Linked DNA regions of Mus musculus: all the other regions are linked to region 1. Evidence: chromatin contacts called from public ChIA-PET and promoter capture Hi-C data. All regions are on one chromosome and are shown on one strand. The core of a region is the stretch at or near the end of the contact, and the rest is flanking DNA. Distances in the headings are between cores, read along the strand shown.

Region 1 (3,019 bases), core at 319-2,818:
GGTCTGCTACAGCATTGAGGATCAGCCTCGGGGACTCTGCTTCTCTTGCTGGAGTGGCCAGATTCATTTTATTTTTAATTATTATGCATATATGTGCACATGTGTAAGTTCCTCAAAGTCCAGAAGATGACGTTGAATCTCCTAAAGCGGCTGAGAGCTGCCTTCATGAGTTGAGAACTGAGCTGGGGTCCTCCCCAAGGACTGTAAGCCCTCTTAACCACAGAGCCATCCCTGGCCCCAGCTGTGGCAGACTTTAGAATGCTTGTAAGGTAGATCATTCAAGGCAGTTTTATCCTTTCAGCCTGGCTACAAAATAACATGAGGTGAATACAGCAGGACAGTCATTTAACCCTCTCCTGTGGGAGTTTAAAACACAATGGGGGTCTGCTCTGTGAAACCCTCAGGGGTCTCCATCTCTTTTCTCTGTTGTTCTGTCTGTAGAAGCAGGGGTCTGTGATAGTGCAAGTGTCCCTAGCTGGGCCCCTCCCGTAAATACCTCTGAGCCATCTGGATGACAAAGAGGAACGACAGGAGTCTGATATTTAATACAGATGGCCACCTTGGTTTCTTCTCTTCTCAGCCCTTTCTTACAAATTGACAGCATCAAGCCAGACACAGTGGTTCCAAGCCTGTGACCCCGACACTGGAGGTAGAGGCAGAAGGATCAGGATTTCAAAGTCATAATGGATTCATGGCAATCCCAGGCTACACGAGGCATCAAAAGCCAAACAAGATGGCTGAAAGTCCAAGTTCCATTTTCCTAGGACCCTCATGAAGGTGGAAGAAGAAAGCCTACTCCCAAAAGTTGTCATCCAACCTCCACAAACACACTGTGGCATGCTCACATCCACAACCATAACTCTTGCATGCACACAAAATGAATAAAATGTCATTTAAAAAACGTTGGTAGCAACCAGGCTACCAACTTCCAAGCTGGGCAGTGGTGCACTCCTTTAATCTGAGCAGAGGCAGGCAGAACTCTGAGTTCAAGGCCAGAGTGAGTTCTAGGACAGTAAAGGCTACACAGAGAAACCCTATCTCAAAATACTCCCTTCCTCTGGTCCAAAAATAAACACACTAAATAGATAAATAAATAAATAAATAAATAAATAAATAAAAACCCTTTGGTAGCATAGCCATTAGCTGCAAGTGATACTTGGAAATCTAAACTTTATTCTGGCCAACTGTGTGGCTGTCTGTGGAAGGCGCAATTGCTACACTAAGGAAGGGAAGGTCCTGTCCCACATCAGAGACCTCCACATTCAAGGAAAACGGGTCCTGAGCAGAACAAACTCCATATTCTTCATCAAGAGGGCTCCTTGCTAGTGGAATAAGGCAGCTGAGTTCTAGTCCTGGCATAAATATTTGTCTATGGCAGCTATGGTGATACCGTGGCTAGGGGTGCCCATGTACCCCAGTTCTGAGCATTGAACAGTGAGAATTCACTGAAAGTTCTCAGAGATGTGTTTGACATCCTGTGGAAGAAAGGAGCGCAGAGGAGAGCTTCCGGGGCACTCCTGATTGGCCTGCTAGTGAGAGGCAAGTTGGCAGTCAGCCAGTGACCACAGAAAGGAAGCTACCGTGGGACCCTGACACCGCGTAGGAGACCTGAAAGACCCAGAGGAAAGAGCCAAGTAGAGAAAAGGCACTGGAGAAAGAAAAGATTATAGACATAGCAAGGGATGTGTAGAGCTACCCTGGGGTGATGAGCGGAGGCTGCCATCGGCCAGGACTGTGTGCGCAGCCCTGTGGTTTATTGTCTGCATTCGCCCATCCCCAGTGGGGACTGGTTTCCCTGCTTGTCAGCTGACTCACTGTCAAGCATGGCAGGCTGGTTTTCTTTCTGTGTTGGAGAGGATTGGGTTTTTGTTTTGGGAAATCTGATCTCTTGAGCAAGAGTTTGGCCTGGAAGAATACAGGAAGAAGGGAAGACCCTAGCTTCCCTACAGTATCTGGGATTTCTCTCCTGTTGGGAAAACTGGGGAGGTAGCAGGTTGTGCCCCCTAGAGAGTGCCCCCCCACACACACACACACCCTGCTGGGTTGGATGCTGGCTACTTGGCTGAGAAGAAAGCTCAAAGCCTCATCACCCTGGGGTGATGAGCGGAGGCTGCCATCGGCCAGGACTGTGTGCGCAGCCCTGTGGTTAGCCTTTAGTAAGCCTATAAGAAGCAAGACCGCAGGGCTGGAGAGATGGCTCAGTGGTAAGAGCATTTGCTGCTCACAACTGCCTGTGTAATTCCAGTTCCTCGGGCTCCAACTGGCGCCCTCTTCGGGCTACTATGGGCACTGCAGGCACCTGGCGGTCCTACATGCAGAAAGGCACTCAACCACATAAAATTTAAAAGAAAAAAAAAGACACAGCCATTCTCTGCTGCTACCAAACAGTTACCCTCGAGGAAAGCCTGCAGCCATGGCACAAGGAGACTCAGGCAGCCCTTAAAACAGGCCAGAAGAAGAGAGCTGAGGTTTCTGGCCAGGAGCTACCAACAGCCAGGTGAGTGAAAGGACCCTCCTCGGAGGACAGCCTTCAGCTGGCAGCCGCTCCAGACCTTTACTTTAGGAGGGGCCCTGAGGCAAAACAGGCAGCTAAGACACCCCTCGCCTTCTGTCTCAGAAACCCAAGACATCTAGGAGTGGGACCAGCATGGATATCCATCAGCTGATGGAAGGATTGATGGATGGAGGAGATGCGGAAGGTACAGACTGTGGAAATCATTCAGCTGTGAAATAATATGAAATAGTGACATTTGCAGAGAAATGGATGAAGCTGGAAATCCTCGAATGAAGTAAATGAAGTAGAAGTAGAATAAACCAGGCTCAAAAGGACAAATAGGACCTGCGTTCTCTCACATGTGGGTCCTAGATTTTAATTCCTCTATGTGTGTGTATGTGTGTGTGTGTGTGTGTGTGTGAGAGAGAGAGAGAGAGAGAGAGAGAGGAGAGAGGAGAGAGAGAGCGCGCAGGAGGTAAGAGCCAGTGGGAGGGGCCAGGAAGAGGGCGGGGAGAGGAGGAGGAG
Region 2 (3,195 bases), core at 520-3,019, 140 kb after region 1:
CCAAAACCCAGCTTTTTTGGGGGGAGGGGTGTTTCGAGACAGGGTTTCTCTGTATCGCCCTGGCTGTCCTGGAACTCACTCTGTAGACCAGGCTGGCCTCGAACTCAGAAATCTGCCTGCCTCTGCCTCCCAAGTGCTGGGATTAAAGGCATGCGCCACCACACCCAGCCAAAACCCAGCTTCTTGTCCCCACTAGGAACCCCAGTCCCGATATGACCGATATGACAGGGGTTTCATAGGAACAGAGCCCCGCACCAGTAGGAAATTAGAAGCTGATAGGATCCCAGCTGGATAGGAGTGCTGAGCAGCAGAGGCATATACTGAAGCCACCTACAGAGGTGAAGATGGTGACCGGTCCGCAGCGGTCCCCTAGCCTACCCCCACCCCTGCCTGCGGTTTTCCTCAGCACGGAAGTGGTGGTGGATTCCCAGAAGCCCCACTCGAACTTTCCTGTCAGGGGAGTCCAAGTTCCTCCTTCTGGGGAAGGAGAAGTGGCAGTTTCTCCTGTGGGCTTTCAGTTTCATTCTAAGAAACCCGAGTGTTGAAGGAAGAGAAATTGTACTCCAGGGGTTTTCCCAGCTAGGCTCTAACTGAAGTGCACTTGCTGGGGCCTCTGGGTGGGCCTGGCACAAGAGGAAGTGAGCTGTGTTCTCTGGGGCCATTCCAGATCCTCCAGGTCTGCTCCCGGTCCCACCAACACACTCAGGGGCTACTATAGGAGCTCATATCCTGGACCCTCAAAGTTAAGCTGCAGTCTCTTTCTCCAGACTTTGCTGACAAAAAGCAAAATCTAATCAGAGCAGAGACAGAGAAATCCCTGTAGCTTCTGGTCCTGACCTAGAACCACTTATGACTAAAGAATATACACCGTTCCTACCATCTCTCTCTCTCTCTCTCTCTCTCTCTCTCTCTCTCTCTCTGTGTGTGTGTGTGTGTGTGTGAGAGAGAGAGAGAGAGAGTGAGAGAGAGAGAGAGGTCTCAGGAAGCCTACATTAGCCTCAAGGGGAACCTCTGAAGCCCTAAACCTCCTCTGGCCTTCACCTTTTTAAATGCGGGACCACAGGCAAGTACCACCACTCTCAGTGCTGAGGGTCCAACCCAGGGCTTCCTGCATGTAGGAGTCACTGTCACCAGCTGAGGTACGTTCCTTCCTTACCTAGAGTCACAGGATTTTTTTTTTTCTTTTGAGACAGGGTTTCTCTGTTTAGCCCTGGCTGTCCTGGAACTAGACCAGGCTGGCTTTGAACTCAGAAATTTGCCTGCCTCTGCCTCCCAAGTACTGGGATTAAAGATGTGCCCTGCCACTGCCCAGTGAGTCACAGGATCTTAAGAGAGCTCACCTGGGCAACAAACAGCAACTTAGAATGGCCACCATTGACTGCAGGTGGCAACCATGTCCCAAGCGCTTCAGACTCACTTCCTCTTATAATCCCCACAAAGTGTCCGTGAAGAAAGAGACAGAGTCGTCATTTCTAAAGCTGGGAGCCTGTCTTGGGAGGAGACTCTTCCCTCAACAGGTTCTGCTTAGAAAGTCTGCTCTCTCTCTCTCTCTATTCTCCCACACTTGCAGCCAGATGTGCAGAAGGAGCCAGCATTCCAGCTGTGGACACCTTCCAAGTCCTAAAGCCTACCCGCCCTAAGGCACTTAGGCTTGTCACCTTTTCTATTTCCAGCTCACGACATTATTTGGGGGTTTCTACTATGCCAACACATGTTTTGATGACAGCTGGGGATTCCCCCAACCGTGATGCTGTTTCCCTTCAAAAAAAAAACATTTGCCTGAAGGTCACCGGCTGAATGACTCAGGCTGTTGTGGTAGAGCATGCACAGCTGTGGCGGTGGTGGGGTTAAATCGGAATTTCAGATAAACAGCTTTGGGGAAATGTCATAATATACCATTATTATTCTTTTTTCTTTGGAGTGTTTATAGTTCACTAATGTCCTGTTTTTGTTTTTAAAAGTAGGCGATCCTTTGCTCTCGCACCTGGGGCACCAGGAACCCCACCCCCTTTAGCCCCATCCTCGGTCTCCCACAAGGCTCTGCGTGGAGGAGACTCATGCTCATGGACCTTTGAGTACGGCCAAGAGCTTAAGTTCTACAACTTTCCAATGTCAGGCCTGGCTTAGGAGCTCAAAAGGCATCTACAAGCTCAGCTCTACAATGGGACTCTGAGGTGGACAGTCATACCCCAGATCTGTGGGGTTTTTTCTGGCCTAGTGGCAAGCCAGCCGGAAGCCACACCCCCACCTACCCTGTACCCACAGTGTTGGGTGTTGACACAGACTCCTGCGTACTTTGATGGGGTTTCCCTCCAGCATATACTGGGATTTCCTTGGAAGAGTCTTAAAGGGTACACAACTGAATCTCTGGTCACAATGCCCCAGGCCACTGACAGGTCTGCAGCCACAGCAGGGGAGGGGTTAGTCTTGGTTCCACAATAGAATAGTATCTGATAGGCGGTTAGCACTCTGATTGGCGGTGTGAACCTGGGATAGTGGAGCCTAAAAAACCAAGGGGACTAAAGGCTCATCCAACAGCCAGTTTTAGAGCAGCAGACAAGCTAAACTCTGAGTCACGTGAGTAAAGTGTCCAATCACATGGTGGGCGGTGCAGTCGCAAGCGTAGGGTAAAGTGCTGCTTGTCCACACGTGGCAAAAGTGCTTTTCCATGGAGGCATATAAACACATAATAGCCAGCTGTAATAAATAATCTGAAGTAAACGCGCTCCTATCTGCTACATCTGTGAGGGGCACAAAAGTACCTTTTCAAGGACAACTCCCTGTGTTTGAAGAAATCAAGTGTTCTCACTAGCACTCAGAACTCACCTCTCAGGATCCCGTTCTCGCACCATGTTCCAATAGTAAGAATGGAGTTATTAAGTATCCATCTAATGTTAACTGCACAATCATAGCGTGGCTGTGTAAATTATACACGTTGTGGTTGTATTTAAATATAGGGTCTACCAAAGCATTTGGACACTCGCTCAGGCCCTTTAACATCCCTGGCAGCTACCCAGGGGTTATGGGGACCAACCACTCCTAGGACCAAGAGTATGATAGGGGTGTGGGGGTGAGGGTGACCCTCAGCTGCAGGAAACCCTCGACTGAGAGGCATACTAGACCAAAGAACAGGAAAGGGTCTCTGGGAGAGTCACACAGACCAAAGCAGAGCCTGTACAGTGACCTGAGACGGGA
Region 3 (2,945 bases), core at 276-2,775, 160 kb after region 1:
CCCGTTGTGGAGTGGAGGAACGGTTCTGAACAGTCACCAGAAATAGAAGCTGGACCTCGACATAACTTGAGTCTATGAAAACTTTTGGGGTTATTTTCGTAGCTTAAATGTTTCCATAATAAAAAGTCATTCTCACAGGAGTCCTGGGAAGTGGGTCTCATCCTTAGTTACATGGCGCTGGATCTGGAAGCTGAGAACAGGCTTAAGACCTGCCTAAGGTCACACAGCTTTTAAGGGGCAAAATGAGGCACCTAGCATTGGGTTTCTGCCATCAAGAGTGAGGTTGGATGCTGGACAGTGGTGGCGCATGCCTTTAATCCCAACACTTGGGAGGCAGAGGCAGGTGGATTTCTTAGTTCGAGACCAGCCTAGTCTATAGAGTGAGTTCCCGGACAGCCAGGGCTACACAGAGAAACCCTGTCTCGGGGGAAAAAAAAAAGAGTGAGGTTGGGGGCTGGAGAGATGGCTCAGTGGTTAAGAGCACTGACTGCTCTTCCAGAGGTCCTGAGTTTAATTCCCAGCAACCACATGGTAGCTCACAACCATCTGTAATGGGATCTGATGCCCTCTTCTGGTGAGTCTGAAGACAGCTGCAGTCTGCTCATATAAATAAATGAGCCTTAAAAAAATAAAAGGACTGAGGCTGGAGACTGTGCTGTATGCACAGACTCACATCAGGGAGGGCTGGGTGTGGTCTGGACCCTGTATCCTGCTGGATGTGGGGAGCCTGGGTGACGTGGAGCAGAGCCGCCACTTTGCAGCTCAGGCCTGTGAGACCTGCTGCGAAGGACAGATGCCCTGAGAATAGAGGGGCGGGCGCTGAGGGGGCAGCGTGGGAGACCTGGATGAACTGTTACCATTCCTGTCAGAGGAAGGATCGGGAAAGGCAAGTGGAGGCCTAAAGCTTGCAGGAGTCCAGGCAGGAAGGGCTGGAAAGCTATGAGAGGAGAGGGGAAGCCCAGGGAGTTCTGGGTCTGAGTCAAGATGCCTTGGGATTGGAGCCTCCAGGTTTGTGTGTTCTTTCTTTATTTCTTTCCTTCCTTCCTTCTTTCCTTCTCTCTCTCTCCTCCCCCCTCCTTCTCTCTCTCTCTCTCTCTCTCTCTCTCTCTCTCTCTCTCTCTCTCTCTTTCTTCTTATTTTTTCTGGTCCCGCTCCCACTCGCTCTGGCCATATTTATTTCGTATATGTGGGTACGCTGTCACTGCCTTCAGACACAGCAGAAGACAGCATCAGATGCCCATTACAGATGGTTGTGAGCCACCATGTGATTGCTGGGAATTGAACTCAGGACCTCTAGAAGAGCAATCGGTGCTCTTAACTGCTGAGCCATCTCTTTAGCCCCTGAGCCTCCAGGTTTTAGCTTCCCGCTGGGCTGGCTTAACCACACTCTGGAGGTCTGGCTCAGTTCAGGGTCTTTCTATCCCACACAGTTCTTTGGGCTCATCAACAAAGGACCCCCTGCCTGCTTCAGAAGGCTCTCCTGATCTCCTGATATCTGTGGCCAACTGGCACATCTCCAGATCTTGTCAGAATGAGATGTTTGACTGCCACCTGCTGGCCAGCTTTCACTGTAAATCTGCAATCTATGACATATCACAGTTGGCTACTGATGGCACCTCTGGGATAAGGTATCCTTGTGCAGGGTACAACCTGTTGGGTTCTATGTGAGGTTCCTGGATGGCACGCCTGTGTAACCTCTCCTTCTTTTTAGGCTGGGAAACACAAGGGCCAGCTCAGACCAGGTCATACATAGGCCATAGGCCGGTAGAACAGCTAAGGTGGTTCAAGCCCCTCTGTCCCTCAAGCCTGACTCAAAAAGTGGTTTCCATTTGTTGTAGACAGCTCTTCACCCACCATGTCCAGCAATGTCCAGCAGAGGGTGCTATGGGGCTGCTAGCCAGTGAGACAGACTTGCCAAACGGTGGCAGCCAAGAGCAGGCATACAGGGAATTAGTGGCTTTCTCACATGGTCGCAGCTGGCGTTAACCTCACCATGTAGCCAAGGATGGTCTGGAATTCCTGACCCTCCTGCCACCACTTGCCAAGGGCTGAGATTACAGATGGGTGCCACCACTCCTGGGCTACTGGGTACTGGGGCTCTGATCCAGGCTCAGTGAATGCTAAGCAAACCTTTTACCAAAGGAGCTACATTACAAACCCAGGTTTGTTTTGTCTTTTGTTTTGTTTTTTTGTTTTTGTCTGTGTTTGTATGTGTGTGTATGGTGTGTGTGTGTGTGGTGTGTGTGTGTGTGTGTGGTGTGTGTGTGTGTGTATGTGTTATTTTTGAGATGGTCTCTCTGTGTATTCCAGGCCAGCTCGGAATTCACTACAATCCAGACTGTCCTGAATTTGCAGTAATCCTCCTGCCTCAGCCTCTTAAGTGCTGGGATTGCAGGCTGTGAATCTCCTTTGGGTTCTGTGTCTTTTGTCCTTCATCCTCCTCCTCCTCCTCCTTCTGTGACAGAGTTGCACTCTGTGGCCCTGGCTAGCCTGTAACTTGCTATATAGACCCGTCTAGCCTGAAACTCAGTGTGTAGACCAGTTCTAGATTCAAGCTCACAGAGGTCCACCTAACTCTGCCTCCTAAGTACTGAAATTAAACTCGTGCACCGTCACATCCAGCCTTGGTTGGCTGATCTCTGCTATGTTCCTCCAATGTCTTCTTCTCACCCCTAATCAGGTCACCCTCCTCCCTCAAACTTGCTCACTACCCTCCTCCCTCAGACTTGCTCACTAAGGGCCTCTCTCTACCTCCTCCCTCAGACTTGCTCATAAGGGCCCCTATCAGATACACCTGCCTACTCTCCAGCCTCTGGGACTCTCTGGCCATCTCAGGATGGAGGCTAGAAGCCTCAAGTAGGGGCTGCACACGTGAAAGACTCCAGCTAACTCATGTGAGACACTATGAACCCTCAGGTGGTGTTCCCACTCTGGAGATCTTCACG

Evidence for each region. Promoter capture Hi-C pulls out the DNA fragments that hold promoters and counts their contacts. ChIA-PET counts read pairs in DNA pulled down with a chosen protein or histone mark.
Region 2: a contact with region 1 is called in an RNA polymerase II ChIA-PET map of effector CD8 T cells, with 68 read pairs. The contact joins two enhancer-like sites. A contact is called at or near these places in 23 of 39 promoter capture datasets (the 3T3-L1 cell line, 3T3-L1-derived adipocytes, the C10 cell line and 17 more), 6 of 484 Hi-C or Micro-C datasets (the 3T3-L1 cell line, Sertoli cells, bone marrow-derived macrophages and 3 more), 25 of 115 datasets of contacts at active chromatin or transcription factors (CD8 T cells, the HPC-7 cell line, Th17 cells and 20 more) and 4 of 9 other capture datasets (adipose tissue, embryonic stem cells, liver and 1 more).
Region 3: a contact with region 1 is called in a promoter capture Hi-C map of the HPC-7 cell line, with 2.3 times the contacts expected there. The contact joins two enhancer-like sites. A contact is called at or near these places in 26 of 39 promoter capture datasets (the 3T3-L1 cell line, 3T3-L1-derived adipocytes, the C10 cell line and 18 more), 3 of 15 datasets of contacts at CTCF or cohesin (CD8 T cells and embryonic stem cells), 13 of 484 Hi-C or Micro-C datasets (the 3T3-L1 cell line, 3T3-L1-derived adipocytes, the F1.1 cell line and 8 more), 23 of 115 datasets of contacts at active chromatin or transcription factors (the 230-238 cell line, CD8 T cells, the HPC-7 cell line and 15 more) and 5 of 9 other capture datasets (adipose tissue, embryonic stem cells, liver and 2 more).

What each region holds. Positions count from the first base shown.
Region 1 is chr17:29,530,695-29,533,713 of GRCm38.p6, reverse strand. All of the region lies in intron 2 of Tmem217 (transmembrane protein 217), which reads left to right. Among named protein-coding and RNA genes, the nearest start is that of Tmem217, 17 kb to the left of the region's middle. Within about 2 kb of position 1,568, at least 80 of the 459 cell types and tissues checked have an H3K27ac peak or open chromatin away from gene starts, as enhancers often do. A contact at or near this core is called in CD8 T cells, the HPC-7 cell line, Th17 cells and 9 more, where this site is marked.
Region 2 is chr17:29,392,850-29,396,044 of GRCm38.p6, reverse strand. No RefSeq gene overlaps it. Among named protein-coding and RNA genes, the nearest start is that of Fgd2, 34 kb to the right of the region's middle. Within about 2 kb of position 1,769, at least 158 of the 459 cell types and tissues checked have an H3K27ac peak or open chromatin away from gene starts, as enhancers often do. A contact at or near this core is called in CD8 T cells, the HPC-7 cell line, Th17 cells and 6 more, where this site is marked.
Region 3 is chr17:29,370,146-29,373,090 of GRCm38.p6, reverse strand. All of the region lies in intron 9 of Fgd2 (FYVE, RhoGEF and PH domain containing 2), which reads right to left. Among named protein-coding and RNA genes, the nearest start is that of Fgd2, 11 kb to the right of the region's middle. Within about 2 kb of position 1,525, at least 58 of the 459 cell types and tissues checked have an H3K27ac peak or open chromatin away from gene starts, as enhancers often do. A contact at or near this core is called in CD8 T cells, the HPC-7 cell line, neural stem cells and 2 more, where this site is marked.